Regions from separate parts of the Mus musculus genome. Here regions 1, 2 and 4 are each linked to region 3. The links are chromatin contacts, called in public Hi-C maps. All regions are on one chromosome and are shown on one strand. The core of a region is the stretch at or near the end of the contact, and the rest is flanking DNA. Distances in the headings are between cores, read along the strand shown.

Region 1 (4,016 bases), core at 538-3,037, 130 kb before region 3:
AAATGCACAGGAGACTGAGATAGCAATAATTAGCTTGCATGAATGGATGGGAGGAAGCGGGATACAGTGTGTTTCCCAGACAACATTTTAGTGCAGAATCTCTTCTTTTAAATGCAGTAAATACCACAGAAGCCAGATAAAGAATGCCCAGCTCCCAAAACCATACTGAAAGGAGTGGGGCCAGCATAAGGATTGTGGGAAAATGCTACAAACCCCACTCATTGGAAATAATGGTGTATTTGAGGCATGCCACTGTGAGACTCTGTAGTATGTTGAGGTACCCAGTATTCTAGATTTCCAAAGGAAGACTACAAATGGGATGTCAGGGAGGTAATTCCGTGCCTATGGTTTTGTTTAGAGAGAATGTTTAGGTTTCATCAGTCATGCTGGTCTTGTTTATTCCTGTTTCCCACTCTGTTTCACCCACTGGTGCAGGTGTTATCCAACTTGCAATGAGCGGTGAGCCAGACAACGTCCCGAACAACATCCAAGTGGATATCATCATCGGCCTCTATGTAACCTGATTTAGATGTCACTTGATATGTGCTGGGCAAGAACTAGAAAAAGCAGAAAAGACACGATCTCATAAAGAGCTAAAAGGAAAGTGACTGGGGACCCCTACAGTTAGGTGCCTGCCTCCCCTGAGCTGAGTTAACTTGACCATGGCTAACTCTGAGTCAATCTCTAAGACTGCAGAGGGACAGGAAGTTACTGCTCAAAGGTGTAAACCAGAGGGGTCTACATGGCTACTTAAGAATCTGTGGAATGTGCCAGACTCTGCGCTTGGTCCTTAGAGGGAAAGGCAGCCCAGGTGCAGTTCAAATCATCCCTGTAGGACACTTGGGGATGCTTTGAATGTCTTCCTTTCTCTGACTCCAGAGAAGAGGCCAGCTTCTGCTTCTTCACCCCCATGCCCTCCAGACAAAACCCCACAGCATACCTAAGAGCTTCAGCCAGGGCTGAGGAGGTGAGGCCCAGACAAAGTCAGGTGCCCTCCTTCCTTGCTGTGCAAGGGCCTGTCTGTTGAGATTTTATATATATATATATATTTGTATACATATCACACACATAAATGTATATGTATATACATACATATATCAAACATTTCCATTCTACTACCATAATTATCTTCCTGAAGAGACTGGCCTTGGAAGTGTGACCCTTCCCTAGGACCTAAAAGTTACAAGCCTGTGGGACAAACTCCTGTAGCTTCCCTCTGACTGAGGAAAATGTGGGAGTCATTTCCTCATATTCTCTCAAGCTCACGCAGGGTCCTGCCTCTGCCTCATACCACAGAGTCTCCGTCCAGCTCTCAGCAGCACTCCTACCTCAGTCTCCCCTGAGGCGCCTGCCTCCCTGCCATCCTCTTCCCACCTCCAGGAACATCATAAGGGTCTGCCCAGAGGAGGTCAGCCCTGGGATTTACAATAACTCTGGGGAGAGCGGAGAATATCATCTTGACTAACTATCTTATTTTGGTACATTACATTTAAGAAAGAATTTAGGAGAATATTTTATTAACCAAAACCACTGCAAGCCTCTGATTAATTAGAGAACTTACAGTGTCCAGGGAACATGTAAAATGTTCACTCAACCAAATCTTTCTTGCCTATAAAACTCTAAAACACACTATTCAATCTCTTGGCCCCAAAACATTTCCTGCTTTTTAACTGTGAGTACTAAACAGGATTTAGTCTTCCTTCATGACTCAGGGCCACCATTATGGAAAACAGCTTCATAATGATGTGATTTCCTGGGGTATTAAGGTGGGGAGAGCTGCTGGCGGCCATGTGAAGACGGCGCCTTTGAAGGTCCCCTCGCTATCAGCTCTTTTCCTCACACTGACGTCAGCCTGTCTGCTGCTTCTGGTAACCTGTGTGCAGCTCTACCATCTCCGTCTACCTGGGGGAGCTTTCTACCTCGTTACTAAATGACTCAACTGGCCTTCGGTCCTCCTGTTTGCAGCTCCTTTCTCTGATACTGATTTCACTTTGCTTGCTGGTGCTGTGGGGTTTGTTTTTTAGTGTATACACTTGTTGTCTAGTTGTTTAGAAGAGGGCCTGAGGTCAGTTCTGTAGAGTGGTAGAACTGAGCTGAACTTTGATGTCTGTGATCTCTTTCAAAGTCCTTGATCCATAACTACCATTTGTATTTCCACTGTTAAACGTTTTTAATTTATTTTCACTGATAGGCCAGTCTTAGAAAGGGATTTAGAAAATCTGGTATTAAAAGTGTTTTAAGAAAGGAAAACTAATGAGAAAATAACTTGAAAGGTTTTTTGTTTTGTTTTTGTTGTTGTTGTTGTTGTTACTGTTTTTAAATCAACTTTAAGCCAGGTGGCGATGGCAAGCAGATCTCTGTGAGTTTGAGGCCAGCCTGGTTTACAAAGTGAGTCCACAGCAGCCAGAGGTTGTTACACAGAGAAAGTCTGTTTCCAAAAACCAAACAACCAAACACTCCTCCCCCAAATCAACCTTAAGCCAGGTATGATGGTCATGATGGTAATTCCTTGGGAAACTGAGGCAAGATGATCAATAATGAGAAGGGTCAGCCCACATTATAAAGTCAGCCCACACTACAGAGTCAGTCAGCCCACTCTACAGAGAGTCAGTCAGCCCACACTACAGAGAGTCAGTCAGCCCACACTACAGAGAGTCAGTCAGCCCACACTACAGAGTCAGTCAGCCCACACTACAGAGTCAGTCAGCCCACACTACAGAGAGTCAGTCAGCCCACACTACAGAGTCAGTCAGCCCACACTACAGAGAGTCAGTCAGCCCACACTACAGAGTCAGTCAGCCCACACTACAGAGTCAGTCAGCCCACACTACAGAGTCAGTCAGCCCACACTACAGAGAGTCAGTCAGCCCACACTACAGAGAGTCAGTCAGCCCACTCTACAGAGACAGTCAGCCCACACTACAGAGAGTCAGTCAGCCCACACTACAGAGAGTCAGTCAGCCCACACTACAGAGAGTCAGTCAGCCCACACTACAGAGAGTCAGTCAGTCCACACTACAGAGTCAGTCAGCCCACACTACAGAGAGTCAGTCAGCCCACACTACAGAGTCAGTCAGCCCACACTATAGAGTAACACTGGTCTCACAAACACTCCACTTGAAAAGGATTCTGCTGGACTCTCTGGACCTTAAGCATCCAAATAATGCACACAGATGGATAGTTTGAATAGACGGCTTCCACATTAAAGCCAACTAGCACTTTGTAGACACAGCTCCGAAGGGATTGTTATAAACCTTCTTTCCTTCTTTTAGCACATCTTTTTTAATGTGTTATGTAATCCTCTAACATCTCTGATCAAAGTGACGTTCAGAGCAATTTTTACTTGAGTAAGCTGATACTTATTCAAGATAAGCTTGGGAGCAGGAGAATTCAAATTACAGTTCATACCTAAGTCTAAAATGTGCTCTTTCTATAACATAATCCACATGTAAGTCTAAAATATGCTTTTTCTACAATTTAATCCACAGCTAAGTCTAAGGTGTATGCTTTCTATAACTTTCTCACTTGGTGTTTGTTTTAGAGTCTGACTCTCTCATTGGCTATATTAATTACACATACTAAGGAGTTCCTAATGGCAACCTCATCTCATGCATGTGTGTAATGGATTTGATCATACTCACCTGACACTCCACTTCTCTTTTTAACCAATCTTTCTTTTTCTTTCATGTCCCTTTCATGGGTGTGTGTGTGTGTGTGTGTGTGTGTGTGTGTGTGTGTGTGTATGTTTGTGTCTGTATGTCTCTAAGTGTGTCTGTGTGTGTGTCTATGTGTGTCCATGTGTGTCAGTGTGTCTGTGTGCATGTTCATGCATATGTATCTGTGTCTGTGTGTGTCTATGTATGTCAGTGTGTCTGTGTGCATGTCCATGTGTGTGTCTATGTGTCTATGTGTATCTATGTATGTCTCTGTGTGTGTATGTGTGTCAGTGTGTCTGTGTGCATGTCCATGTGTATGTGTATCTGTGTCTCTGTGTGTCTGTGTGTGTCTGTTCACAT
Region 2 (4,602 bases), core at 1,037-3,536, 160 kb before region 3:
TTCCCTATGTACCGCAGTCTCAAGTTCCGCGCGATTGGATTGGGGCAGGCACTGTGGTCCACTCACCAGAGGTCTTAGGGTCCCGTGGGGAGTCCCGTGTGGGCCCTTGCGGGTGTTGGGCAAGACTCTGCTGGCAAGGTAGCCCGGGGCTCGAGTCTCGAGTCGAGCGGAAGGGCGAATTCATTGTTTTTAATGCTTAGTAGTACTCCATTGTGTAAATGTACCACATTTTCTGTATCCAGTCCTCTCTTGAAGGGCATGGTACAGACACTCTTATGGCTTTGATTCAACAAGCCTCACCCTTAGCACTGTGAGAACTTGTGAGTAGTAGCCATGGCAGACATGGCTCTCTGGCTAAAGCTAATGGAAGCATTACTCCCTGGACATAAATATTGTTATTTAAAAGGCAGTATGATAGGCACAACTTATCTGTATAGCAAGTATGAATATTAGTTCTACCTCTCAATTCTATTTGACTTGAAATTCCTAGTAAATACATCAAACATTTTGTTTTATCAAATTTTGTTCTTATCAAATTGCTATCCACTTCTAGTTCAGTTCTAACTTGGTGTGATTTCTTTATTATTTTAAAACGTTATAACAGTACAAAGTTACCATTTTAGTTCTTCAAGTGCTGGACCCAATTTTTTAGGATACTTCATTATTTAACTTAAAATTGGAAATATGTAAGTGGTGATATTTTCCTTTTATGCCTAGATGTTAGGGAATCTAAATTACAGATATGAAAAACAGTGTAATATTCCATGATGTAACAAGTTTGGGAGTGTAATGTGCAGCTCGTAAACTGCGCTGTAGTCACTCCCTTCCTCCCCCCTCCTAGCTAGTATCACAAAGCATACCCTGTAGCAGTGTCATGGGCCAGCAGCTGCCTTCAGCCACAGCCACTGCTAAGGGTTTCGTAGGCTTTAGCACTCTGCTTTCATCTGTGAGAGAGAGCAGGCACGGCAGCTGCTCCGTGAGCTGCGGAGGTTGGCAGCATTCCTAAGACAGCTGCCAGACTGACCACATAGCTAGGGTAGTGGTACTTTGTGTCAGTGAAACGTCATAGAGTTTGAAAATGACGGGGGGGGGGGGGGGTCGGTCTTCAGTCTTACAGATCTTGGTCACTCAGAGTGAAATAGCACTTTGATACCTCCTAAAAATATGGAGAATTGGTGGAAAGATCCTGCAGTAGTTTTGAATGAGCACGGTGAGTGTTATGTTGTTTCAGCACCTTGTAGAATCTTCCTTCCTGAACAGTTAAGAGAGACAGGTAAAGCTGTGGGCTATTTGATTTCAAAGTGGATCAGATTTTCAATATTTTTACCTCTACATAAAGTGAGTTTATTTTATTTTCATACATGGTTTATTGTGTATGCCATAGTTATAATAGGTAGTAGATATTTTTAAAACACTGACTTTTGAAGGGGTACTCACCTAAAAGCAATCTTAAACCCAGTATAACTAACTTTAAATAATAGAAGTGTGTACGTGCTAGTTACCAGACATCAATCTTGATCAAATCAGGGAAAACACTCATATTTTGAAAAATGCCTGGTAAATTCACATTGACTCCATAGATTCTGAGTCCAAACTTCTAATGCTGAACTTCTTAACTCAGGTTATAAATTTTTCATAAAAGAAACTAATGTCATTGAGCTACGTGAATGTAAATTTGCTTGAGATTGAGTCATTTATTCACAAACTTGGGGATTATTCTAAGATTTTTAAGTCATCTTCACAGGCCCTGATTTTTATACCTTCATTTGAACAGCCAGTTCTTGACCCGAGGTAGCTATTATTATAGGCTAAAGATTGTAACAGGTTTTTGTCGGTAAGTTCCATGTCTCTTCCAAATTGTGTCATTCCATGGAATGCAACGTGTGTTGGTCCTGTGTTAGTTAGTACGAGCTTTTGGTGCTGATCTCAGGTGCTGTTCCGCCAGCTGTACCAGCCTGCTGACTTGCCATTTCCTAAGCCACGCTCTTCTTGGACCAAACTACTCTCCCTGAAGCTCCTAAAAATGTTCTCTTTTTTTAATGAACTAAATTTGATCTTTGATAAATTCTTACATGTATAGAATGCATTCTGATTATTTTCTCAACCCCCCTTACTGCCCTCTTGTGCTTGTCAGCCCTCCATCCTTCCTCCAGGTCCCTTTCCCACATTCACGTCTTTTGTGTTTTACGGCCCACGGAGTTTAACTAGGGTCATCTGTGTAACCACAGGTTTGGAACTGTCAGTTGGAGCTTGATGTCATCAGTTGGTTCGTAACTGAAGACAGTGAGTGACTCCTCCTCTCACAGGATTTATCCCCAGCCAAGGAAGGGTGGGTAGGGCTTGGTAAGTCCCTTCCCTGTCCATGACTAAATTATCAACAGGGCTAGTCTTGTGCCGGCAAAGTGCAGATAGTCCCAATTTCTGTGGGTTTATGCTTACAATGGCTATGCGTACTCAGGAGACAATATTTTATTCCTCTTTTCCCTTTCTTTCAGTTCTTAGTATTCTTTCTTTCCCAGCGTCTGATGTGTCCCACAGCCTGAAAGGGGTGTGGTGTGTCTTGTTTAGGGCTGACCTCTCATCCACCACTGACTCTGCATCTTGAGCATCAACTGCCAGTCACTACAAAAAGAGGTATCTTGCCGGGCGTGGTGGCGCACACCTTTAATCCCAGCACTCGGGAGGCAGAGGCAGGCGGATTTCTGAGTTTGAGGCCAGCCTGGTCTACAAAGTGAGTTTCAGGACAGCCAGGGCTATACAAGAGTTATCTTTAATTAAGGATGGGAATACCCTTTGTCTATGGGTATAAAAATAAATACTTAGAGAACAGTTTGCCACTATTTGAACTTAACTAAACAACAGAAGTTCCCTAAGAGCCTATCATTTCTTCAGTCATAGGTTCACAGTGCTAGGCATGGGTGCCCATCTGTGGACTGGACCTCAGATCCAATCATAGAGCAATTGGTTCCATAAGAGTTGTATCGCTATTGCACAAGTGGGTGCATCTTGCCTGGAAGACTGAAGTTGTTAGGAAGTGTATGAAGTTAGGAGTGAAGTGGTAAGACGCTTGATGTCTTTTCTCCCTCAGTTTTCAGCACAGTACTTTGCAACTCTGTGACAGACAACAGGGAGAATGCATCCAATTCAGTTGCAGCTTGATTTATCAATATCTTATAACTAAGACCCACGCTGTCTTAAGTAGTAGTGTATCACCGTCTAGTTCTAGTAGGCAGTCAAGAGGAGTGGGAAGGTCCTATGTTGTTTGGGGAACCCCAGGACTTCTTGACCAACAGCTATTACAATTATCCCACACCTCATACTTTTTATATTTATAAAAATATTTTTTTACATTTATAGTCTGGAATAAGCTGATATCCCTGACTTGTGACATTTGTGAGAAGGGCAATTATATATATAAAAAAATTAGTTTCCTTTCTATTATTTAAAAATCCAGTGGGTTTTTTTTTTTTTTTGGAGGGGGAGTTGTTTGTGTTTTTTTCTTTGTCTTTCAACAGATCTTTCTTACCTGGGGTACCGTAGCTTGTCAGTTCTCTTGTGCAGTACAATACTCTTGCTTGCTCCTTTTCCTGAGAGTAGAGTAGAATTTCATTCACCATTTAAAGTGTAGTTGATGCATTGTTTGAAAAAGTTGGCCTTGAATGAAGGTAGTCTAAGTCTAAGTGAATTATCACCTAGGTTGCACATGGACCTAGATGAGCAAGCGGGTACCGTGGGCAAGCCAGGGTCCCGTTTGCAGATGGTAAAACTCTGCTGTCAGTCAAGCGGCGTCGCTGTTGGCGGAAGCCAGGCACCTTAAGGCACGTGTTGGCTGTTCTTTCTAAATCTGCAGTGCCTCCGATCTCACGGTAAGATTTACAAGAGAAACTTTAACCGAAAGTAAGGGGTTGTTTACTAATGCACACATTCTGAAAAATGTTTACTGACTTTTAAAGACAGTGCCTGAGAAACCCCTGCCTTGAAATCTTACAAGAATGTTCTCCTTCGAATGCACAGCGTTCGACTCGTTTAATCCTGTATGTGAAGCTTTACAATGATATTTCACACAGTCCTCAAGTAGCTCAAAACTTTACTAAAAATGAGGAACTTTTACATCAGCCCTTATAGAAAGTATCATGGACCCTTAGGGACATCTTACATTTGTATATTAGTGTGAGTGCATCTGTGTGTGTATCTGTGTGCACATGCATGCTATAGTGTACACGTGGAAGTCAGAGGGCATCTTACAGGATTGGTTCTCTTCTACCATATGGGTTCTGGGGATTAAACTTAGATCACCAGGCCTCTCAGCAGTGCTTCTAACCGTTGATCCATCTGGCCAAGCCAACATAGGTCTCTTAATAAGATGATCTGGTTTTCCAACATTAAGAACGTCGAGGCAAGTACCGGGACAGCAGAATAATAATGATAACATATAGAAAGAGACCAGAAAGCTGAGGGGGTCCACTCCTTAAAAGAAACTTTTGTTTTAGTATGTCATGGTGAATTTTATTTTTATTTTACTATTAGTAGATACAATGTTTGTACATATTCCGTGGCACGATGTGATGTTTCCACGTTGTATAGTAGTGAAATCTGGCTCAT
Region 3 (4,471 bases), core at 818-3,317:
TTTTGCCTCTACTTTGCAAGTTCTATGATTAGAGGCACACAGTACCACATGCCCACCAGGATAGCCTCATTTTCCACAGTAAATTTGAGGAATATTGGTATCTAAAACCAAGCACCCTCAATGTAAACCGTTTCTTTTTACCAGCCAATCTGCTGCTAGTTTCTTTCTCTGCACAACGGCCAACATTGGCTAAAGCAAACAAGACCTTACTGTAGGTGCCACTGACCCAGAAAACTTAAAAGCTATGCAGTAGAGGTCATGCTGGTTCAGGTGCAGGGTGCTCCGTCACTTTAGGGGGAAACATGGGATGGCGTCAAGGGAGGCAGGTGATATGAGGCTCTGAAGATGGAGAAGATGGATGAAGAGAGGGGTCTGGAGGTGAGCTTCCAGCTTGTGACAGGAGCGAAGCGAGCTGTGAACATGGAGAGGGAAGCAGGCAGTGAGCCTTGGCTTGACCACTCCTAAGCTGTGTGGTGGGATATGTGCACTAGGAAAAAACAAAGCCAAGATGGAGGGACCTCACCTTTTCAGAGGAGCTGTGAGGGCTGAGGCTCTGAACAGTAGGGTGAAGTGCAATGAGAACTTTAAAAGGACCCAGGATGTGGTCTAAAGTGTGTGGATGGAGAACTGGACCTGGGAACTCGGTTTAGTCTGCATTTATGGAACCCATCATGTCTAGAAACAGAATTGCTTGCAAAGGTGTTGAGTTTCTTTTATTCTTCTCAACGGTTATGAAGTTTTGCTTCATAGACGGGATTGCAGGCTCCAAGAGTGGGGCAGGATAAAGACTGGGCTTTCTCCAGGTTGTCTACTTCTGTGAACGCTGAACTAGGGAAACAATCCATAAGATTTAAACTATTTTTTTAAAGTCGCCCTTCTTGGTGGGGGAGAGGGGAGAGCGGTGTGCAGAACTTCATATAGCACCCCAAACGCCCCTCCCAACTGAGACCAACGGGTGTGTGTGTGTGTCCGCGCGCGCGCGATGCGGGCCAGAAACGTGCATCCTCGCACAGATGATCGCACAGCCTCAGAAGCAAACACCCAGGCCGCCACCCTGTCGCCTGCTAAGAGGATCTGGCCGCCAACACTAGGGGGAAGGGAGGACAAAAACAAAACAAAACAACAGCAAAAATCCCAACATAATGAATGTCTCGGGGGATAGCTACTCCTCCCTCAAGCTAACCCAGAAAACAAGCGCTCTACTTCCCCGGAAATGACATGCATAGGGGCATGCATTTCGTCCCAAAGCTGAGAAGCCTTGCAGGATTAGCTTTAGAGGCTCCTAGAACCCAAAAAGCAGCATCCCTTGAGTCTCTCAGGCTCTGCTCCCAGAGCTGGTGGCCACCATCCAAAGGAGCGGCGCCCCAGGCGACTGTTCCTGTAGGACCCGCCAACTACGCCCGCCTCCAGCCGCGGGGCACCGGCAGCAGTGCAGAGAACGGGACGCGGGCGGTGGCTTCCGGGGCCCGCCGGCGCCCGGACTCCGATTACAGGTTCACACCAGGAGCCCGGCAGGCGCGCCCTCGTGCAGCCCGGCTCCCCCGCCTGGCTATTCTTCTCCATTCATGCAGCCGCCCAGAGCAGCCGCCCAGAGCAGCCGCCGCCGCCGCCGCCACCGTCGCCGCCGCCGTCGCCGTCCGTCCGGATTGGCTGGCGGCCGGGGCGCCGGCACTTTCCCACGGCCCGCGGCGCGTGCGGCTCACCGGCGGCGCTGCAGGCGCGGCCCTGGCACACGGCCAGGCCAATCCGGGCGCGCGGGGTGGGGCTGGGCGGGGCGGTGGCTATCGCCGGGCTGGTGTCCCGGGCCGGCCCCCCATTTCTGCCCGCCGCCGGCCCACCGCCGCCCGCGGCCCCCAGCCGAACTCCTGCGGAGCCGACGCACTGCCGCCGGGCAGGGGCGGGCTCCGGGGGCGGGGAGCAGCCAGCCTCGGCCTCCGCTCGTCCCGCCCCCATGCGGCTGCCAATCTGCGCAGCGAGGCGCCAATTGGCCGGGGCACGCGGTTACCCGGGAGCCGTGGCCCCGCCCCTGCCCCAACCTCTCCGCCTTCCCCGCCCTCCCCCTATCCATGGGAAGGGGCGCAGCGTGGGAAAGGGATGGTTGAGTTTTAACCGGAGACTGAGCGTGAGTGGGATCAGTGTGCACGCACCTCCCGCAGCCGAGCGCTGAGCGGCCACTGCAGTTAACTCCTCCTTGCCCGCCGCGCGACCCTCCTCGGAGCCCACGCTCCGCCACCATGAAGAGAGCTCACCCAGACTACAGCTCCTCAGATAGTGAGCTGGACGAGACCATCGAGGTGGAAAAGGAGAGCGCGGACGAGAATGGGTGAGTTGGCGGCGTCCGACCGATCCGGAGCGGGAGGAGAGGATGGGGTGCGCTGATGCTGGGTTCCCTTTGCCGGGAGTCGTGGGCCGGCAGCTGCTGGCTGGGAGCAATCGTCCCCGAGCCCTCCAGCTCAAGTTGCCAAAGAAATCTGGTGTAGGAGGGCTCTCCTTTCCTTTCTCAAGGCAATTGCTTCCCATCTTACAGAAACTTGAGTTCGGCGCTGTGTTCCATGTCCCCAACGACATCGTCCCAGGTTTTGGCCAGGAAAAGACGGAGAGGCGTGAGTACCCCCCCCCCCAATAATTTAAATATATATGCACATTGTTATATTAATTAATTAACTAACGGAAAGAACCACATTTCTTCTCGTTGGAATGTACAGTCATAACGTAAATGCCCTCCTTTGTTTTTGTCTGCTTCCCATAGATCATCGAGAAGCGCCGACGAGACCGAATCAATAACAGTTTGTCTGAGCTGAGAAGGCTGGTACCCAGTGCCTTTGAGAAGCAGGTAATGGAAGTATGAGAGCGCTGAGTGTAGCCATCGGCACCTTCTGATTCCCTCCCCTCCGTGCTTCTAACCTCATTTGTGCCAAGTCGTTGGATGTTCTTACACAAATTCCCACAGATTTTGTGGATATACGTGACTTTTGCTTTTTTTTTTACGTTTGTATTTTACATGTATGTATATTTGTGTGCATATTTTAAGTTCTCCAAAGGCACTTGTGTCAGATAAGCCTTTTGTCTTCTTTTTAGGGATCTGCTAAGCTAGAAAAAGCTGAGATCTTGCAGATGACTGTGGATCACCTGAAAATGCTGCACACTGCAGGAGGGAAAGGTATTCCTCTCCAGTTCAGCTGGGGCTTTGCGTGCTCGGCGTGGGGGGTGGGGGTGGTAGCAAGCGCAGTCTGGGATTGGTGCAGTCCCTGCCTGCTTTGCTTTGTGGGGTGGGGAGAGCAGTATGTGCTTGCCAGCCAAGTGCACCTTCAACAGCACATGGGTTCTTGAGCAGTGAATACATCACCCCAATCCTCTTTCAACTGAGCTAATGCACCTTTCAGCAAGCGCCTGTCTCCCGGAGCTCCTCCGGTTGTGACAGCCCTGATTTAGGTCAAGTCACTCATGTTTGTCTGTTGCTATTTAAGAAAGGATTGGGAAATGGCTTATTAAAAAGAACAACTAGATAGTCGGAATTTTATATACAGATTTAGAAAACGAACTGCCAAAAGAATTTGGAGGAAAGAGACATGTTGGGGCTAAATAGAGAGGAAAAAAAAATCTAACGGGGTGAGAGACTGAAGCCCGTGTCTGTCTCCAGCCACCAGATTCTTCACCAAGGACCAAGTGCCTAAAAGCTCCACGATGATAACTTACATCTGTGTGTCTAATGAATTTCACTGCTCTGTGGTTTCTCTGTCCTTGATGTATTTTTTGTTGTTGTTGAGGGAAAACATTAAAGGAGGGAACATAGTTTCATCTGCTGGTAGGGTATAATTCCAATTTCTGCTCAGCAGCTTCTAATTGGGCTTTGAACTTGCATTAGCAAACATATACTGTTGATTAATGCAAAGATTTTGGTCAGCTTCAAAATATTTGAGCTTCCAGGACCCATGATCTGTGCTGTAATCCTGTATGGAGTTGCCAGGAAGAACTTTGGAGTGGAAGAAATTCAGGAAATGAGCAGAGCCTTGAAGGTTTTCCTTTGTTTTTGTGCACAGGTTATTTTGACGCGCACGCCCTGGCTATGGACTATCGGAGTTTGGGGTTTCGGGAATGCCTGGCCGAAGTTGCCCGTTATCTGAGCATCATTGAAGGACTCGATGCCTCCGACCCGCTTCGCGTTCGCCTGGTCTCCCATCTCAACAACTACGCATCCCAGCGGGAAGCCGCGAGCGGCGCTCACGGTGGCCTCGGACACATTCCCTGGGGAAGTGCCTTCGGACATCACCCACACATCGCACACCCTCTGCTGCTGCCCCAGAATGGCCACGGGAACGCTGGCACCGCGGCGTCACCCACGGAGCCGCATCACCAGGGCAGGCTGGCTTCTGCCCATCCGGAGGCGCCGGCCTTGCGAGCGCCCCCTAGTGGCGGCTTGGGACCGGTGCTTCCCGTGGTGACCTCGGCCTCCAAACTGTCTCCACCGCTG
Region 4 (4,245 bases), core at 580-3,079, 220 kb before region 3:
TCTCTTACTCCGTTTCTGTTACCAGGCAAGGAACACTTTTGTCTTTACCAAAACCCAGAGTACCTGTGGTTTGTCAGTGCTTATGGCTTTGCCAAATCTCCCAATCTTTTCCTTTGTTATATTTTCATTTTTCTGAAACGAAAATGTTATAATTTCATTTTCAAGTGTTTCTGTAAAACCCTCCAGCTCAGTTGTATAAGTAAAAAGTCCTTTTATTTATTAATGTGTAAATGAGGGTTATGTCTCTTAGTGCATTATCTCTACCCTGGCATCTCTATCACAACACACATGATTGACAGCTCTGAAAATCGAAGCGTTTCAAAACAAGCATGATTGGCAGCTCTAAGGTAACTTGCACGTGCCCTGAATGTTATTTGTACTTTTGTTTGACACTGGGGCGGAATAAACAAGCTAATTCCCCAGTCTTTGTTTCTATTTTGGGTTATGAAATATATAGGGTCAATAGAGAGTGGAATATATAGTGAATGTTTCCAAGTCTCAAGTTTTCAGAGTTTACTATTGGCAAAGAGAAAATAAAAATTTGAACTGAGTCTCTCTATTTCAGAAGAGATAGAACACACCTTAAAGCATGTCTGTCTTTGTTTAGATGGGTGATTTTGACTCATCCTATGAACTAGTTCTTCTTTAATCCATCTCTGATAGTTTAAAAGTAATAGGGTGCATTCTATTTAACTTTTGAGTAAGAGACAAGTTATATGAGTTGTGTGTTCGCTTGTGGTCAGACTGTAAATTAGGATATTGTCTGAGGTGTGGAAACACATGGTTTTTAGACTGTGCACAGGATAGGAGGTCAGGTTTTTCCGTGTTGGGGAGTGTGTCACACATAGGAACTGCTTTTGGACTTTGCTCTGTCGTCTTGGGTGTTACAGATTCTGGTTTTGTTGCTAGCAGAACTGATTGCTTTGTAGTCGTTGTCTGTGTACAGCTCTGTCAGGGCAGAGGCGGTTAGACAACATGTTGAGTGAGTTTTTTATGCTATCACAGGGCTGCAAAGATGAAAAGTGTGCCCGCCATGGCTTGGTGTGGCTGCCTCTCAAGGAGCACAGGATGCCGGAAAAGCTTCTGCAGTACAAGCTCAGTGGGACGGAGGGAAGAGCCGCGCGGCTTTACTCCTGCACTTGGGTCAAGAGTGGGAGTGCCAAACAAGAGGATCTGGGTCCTAGTTTAGCTTGTGTAATTTACATGAATTTATTGCTACTTGGTAACTTGTTGGGGCATGAAGACTAACATTTCAGCACATATTGTATACTTTGTGATCCTTAGAGTATAAACAATATTGCACAGTTGTTGAACATTCCCTCTATACAAAACACTTTATGAAAAAAATTGAGTGCATTATTTTCTTAAACTTTTTAATACTCTAAGAACAATACTGTTAGGAACCTCGTTAAAATGCTCTGAAGAAACTAAAGCTGGCCTATGTTTTTTTCTTTTTTGGTTTTTCGAGACAGGGTTTCTCTGTGTAGCCCTGGCTGTCCTGGAACTCCCTCTGTAGACCAGGCTGGCCTTGAACTCAGAAATCCGCCTGCCTCTGCCTCCCAAGTGCTGGGATTAAAGGCGTGTGCCACCACACCCGGCTGGAACGGCTTAAATAAAGATGGGGAACTTAGTAATGAAATGACACTTCTGGGGACATGGTGTGAAGTATGGCCGAGATTTGAGAGTGCACATGGTATGATTATTGGTATCTACTTGTGTGTAGTGAGTTATCCCAGCACTTGGGATTTATAAATCTCATGTATTGGTTTGGTCCAGGAATCAATGAGTCACCTAGCTGGATGACTCTGGTCTCTTAGGAAGTTCATTTGAGGTAGTTGCCAGGTCAAGAGTCATCTTGAGGCTTGGCTGGGAGTAGAGGCTGCCAGTTGTGCATGGGCTGGTGACCTAATGATTAACACCGAATCTTTGGAGAACATTCCAGATCCAGACCGTAACATTTAACATGCTGCTTGTTGGCTGGAGGTCTTCTTCATGGACCTCTGCATCTAGACTGAGTGGGTGTCTTCATGAATGATCTAAGAGAGTGAGCCAGGGAAGTCATGGGGAAGGAGCATGGCATGTAAGAGTGGGTCACTAGAGCTGCTGCATGGGCTGTGGGGCTGTGGACTGGCCTGCCTCCTACATGGAAGTGTACAAGGAAGTCATGGGGAAGGAGCATGGCATGTAAGAGTGGGTCACTAGAGCTGCTGCGTGGGCTGTGGGGCTGTGGAGTGGCCTGCCTCCTACATGGAAGTGTACAAGGTTTATGAACCTTGGGAGGTTGTGAACAAAGCTCAACTTTTATTCCAAAAATATAACTGCTTTTATTAAGGGGTTTGCAATCCCATAGGAAGAACAGCGATATCAACCAACCAGATCCCCCAGAGCTCCCCGGGACTAATCCACCACCCAGAGAGTCCACATGGAGGGACCCGTGGCTCCAGCTGCATATGTAGCAGAGGATGGCCTTGTCTGGCATCAGTGGGAGGGGAGGCCCTTGGTCCTGAGGAGGCTCCATGCCCCAGTGTAGGGGATGCTAGAGCAGTGATGCTGGAGTGGGCGCACCCTCATAGAAGCAGGGGGAGGGGATGAGATAGGGGGTTTGCGAAGGGAAACTGGGAAGGAGGATAACATTTGAAATGTAAATAAGTAAAGTAAGTAATGAAAAATTAGACAAATTCTGTGTTATCTATAATTTGTTAGTGTAGGTGTGTGCACATGTGCATATGGGTAAAATGAAAACACTTTCTACCTTTTTTTATCCCCCTGTATTTCAAGACAAGATTTCCCTTTGTTGCCCTGGATGTCCTGTTACTCACCTTTTAGACCAGGCTGGCCTCAAACTCAGAGATCTGCCTGCCTCTGTGTTCCAAGAGATAGGATTAAAGGCATTTGCTACCATTGCCCAATATCCTTTGCCATATTTTCAATGTTGAGGTAATTACCAATATTAATAGGATTACTGGTAGTTACTCTTTGACCCTGGGTTATTAATATATTAACAAAATAGCTATAATTTTTCTGGTATGATTCTAGGTATGCAGCTCTTTGCCCCCTTACATACACTGAGTACTGATGTCATTTGGGGATAGTTTGGAAAGATGTGTCAGGTTCTGTGGCAGCTCAGGTTTCTCTGTCTCTCTCTCTCTGTGAGATCTTTCCCCCTTTGCTCCCTCCCATAATGGCAAAAGCTCTTCTTTCAGGCTGCTGGTACTTAGTTCTCTAAATATTTATTTCTTCCTATGCAAAAGACCCTGGCTAGTTTCACACTAGGTATCAAGGTATAGTTTTTGCCTAGAGCCTGAAAGCGCAGAGTCACTTTCCTCACTGCAACCCTTCCCTAAACTCTTCAATCCAATGTCTGCAAATTTCTTTCAACTCTTTTGCCGTTTCTTTTTTCTCTAGTCTCTCACCAGCCTTCCTTTTCTTCTTTCTTCTTGGATGTGCTGGGTATCCAACTAGACTCAGGCTTGCATGTGCTAGCTGTCAGTATTTGCCGCTGAGTTCCCTCCCTCCCCTGCCCTTCCTCTTACTTATTGCTTAAACGTTCACCCTCCTTTGTCTCCACTGGCACTGCTGGGCAGATGACCAGAGACTGCTAATGGCTTCATGACATAATGGTAAGGGCAAAGCCTTGCTGGGGAATGAACAGAATTTTAGAGAACAGGCAGTTTTGAAGACAGGAAAGAATGGAAAATAGTTTAGAGGGGGAAATAAATGGGATGGGAAGCATTGTATCAAGAAAAGACAACGGAGAAATTTAAGGGAGTGGATAGGGAGTCCTTAGAGTTCTGCTGGAATCATGCGAGACACCAGATATTTGATTATTTTTGTTGTAGAACAGTAATGCTTCATATAACACAATAATTTGGTGTCAAGGAAGGAGATATAGTTATCTGCTACAGCAGTAGAATAAAATTCCTTAACAGTGAAAATTGTAGCAAAGAATACTAGAAATGGATGGAGAAAAATTTTAAATTTGTGTGTGTGTGTGTGTGTGTGTGTGTGTAGGCTGCTATCCATACCAGAGGACAACTTTCAGGAGGTAGCCTTCTTCTGCTGTGTGTTCTGGGGACAAAATCTACCCAGAGAACCACTGTAGCAGCCAGCATATGGGGAAAGAGCTAGAAGAGCTCCAGATGTAGCTGGGAAGGAGAAATCTGTAGGAAGCGCAGCTGGCACCCTCGCCCTCTTCCATGAGAGCGCTGGCTGTGGTTTGTAAACTCAGCCATGCACTTGCTCTGC

Evidence for each region. Hi-C and Micro-C count contacts between places; a contact is called where the count stands out from the background.
Region 1: a Hi-C map of uterus shows a contact between it and region 3, with 2.3 times the contacts expected there. The contact joins the enhancer-like site here to the promoter of Hey1 in region 3. A contact is called at or near these places in 15 of 39 promoter capture datasets (the 3T3-L1 cell line, the HPC-7 cell line, HPC-7-derived erythroid cells and 8 more), 1 of 15 datasets of contacts at CTCF or cohesin (the G1E-ER4 cell line), 14 of 484 Hi-C or Micro-C datasets (the AML12 cell line, the G1E-ER4 cell line, the HL-1 cell line and 7 more), 16 of 115 datasets of contacts at active chromatin or transcription factors (SST interneurons, astrocytes, bone marrow-derived dendritic cells and 8 more) and 2 of 9 other capture datasets (embryonic stem cells and macrophages).
Region 2: a contact with region 3 is called in a Hi-C map of muscle stem cells, with 2.3 times the contacts expected there. The contact joins the enhancer-like site here to the promoter of Hey1 in region 3. A contact is called at or near these places in 3 of 39 promoter capture datasets (HPC-7-derived erythroid cells, hematopoietic stem and progenitor cells and liver), 4 of 484 Hi-C or Micro-C datasets (embryonic stem cells, muscle stem cells, neural progenitor cells and 1 more), 8 of 115 datasets of contacts at active chromatin or transcription factors (astrocytes, bone marrow-derived macrophages, embryonic forebrain and 4 more) and 3 of 9 other capture datasets (adipose tissue, embryonic stem cells and macrophages).
Region 4: a contact with region 3 is called in a Hi-C map of pancreatic cancer cells, with 6 times the contacts expected there. The contact joins the enhancer-like site here to the promoter of Hey1 in region 3. A contact is called at or near these places in 5 of 39 promoter capture datasets (the C10 cell line, cranial neural crest, embryonic stem cells and 1 more), 6 of 484 Hi-C or Micro-C datasets (the G1E-ER4 cell line, bone marrow-derived macrophages, cochlea and 2 more), 13 of 115 datasets of contacts at active chromatin or transcription factors (VIP interneurons, bone marrow-derived macrophages, craniofacial prominence and 10 more) and 1 of 9 other capture datasets (macrophages).

The regions. Positions count from the first base shown.
Region 1 is chr3:8,792,897-8,796,912 of GRCm38.p6, reverse strand. No RefSeq gene overlaps it. Among named protein-coding and RNA genes, the nearest start is that of Gm52599, 28 kb to the right of the region's middle. Within about 2 kb of position 1,787, at least 13 of the 459 cell types and tissues checked have an H3K27ac peak or open chromatin away from gene starts, as enhancers often do. A contact at or near this core is called in trophoblast stem cells and uterus, where this site is marked.
Region 2 is chr3:8,827,380-8,831,981 of GRCm38.p6, reverse strand. All of the region lies in intron 2 of Mrps28 (mitochondrial ribosomal protein S28), which reads left to right. Among named protein-coding and RNA genes, the nearest start is that of Gm52599, 63 kb to the right of the region's middle. Within about 2 kb of position 2,286, at least 6 of the 459 cell types and tissues checked have an H3K27ac peak or open chromatin away from gene starts, as enhancers often do. A contact at or near this core is called in muscle stem cells, where this site is marked.
Region 3 is chr3:8,664,634-8,669,104 of GRCm38.p6, reverse strand. It overlaps Hey1 (hairy/enhancer-of-split related with YRPW motif 1), which reads left to right and starts at 2,067. Exons shown (of 5, transcript NM_010423.2): 1 at 2,067-2,323; 2 at 2,528-2,603; 3 at 2,750-2,833; 4 at 3,079-3,160; 5 at 4,041-4,471. The coding sequence starts at 2,235. LOC115489673 reads left to right here. Exons shown (of 2, transcript XM_030252957.1): 1 at 1-1,881; 2 at 2,027-2,181. The coding sequence starts at 1,219. The coding sequence ends at 2,167.
Region 4 is chr3:8,888,150-8,892,394 of GRCm38.p6, reverse strand. The region is part of intron 2 of Mrps28 (mitochondrial ribosomal protein S28); the gene reads left to right. Among named protein-coding and RNA genes, the nearest start is that of Gm52600, 9.9 kb to the left of the region's middle. Within about 2 kb of position 1,829, at least 22 of the 459 cell types and tissues checked have an H3K27ac peak or open chromatin away from gene starts, as enhancers often do. A contact at or near this core is called in pancreatic cancer cells, where this site is marked.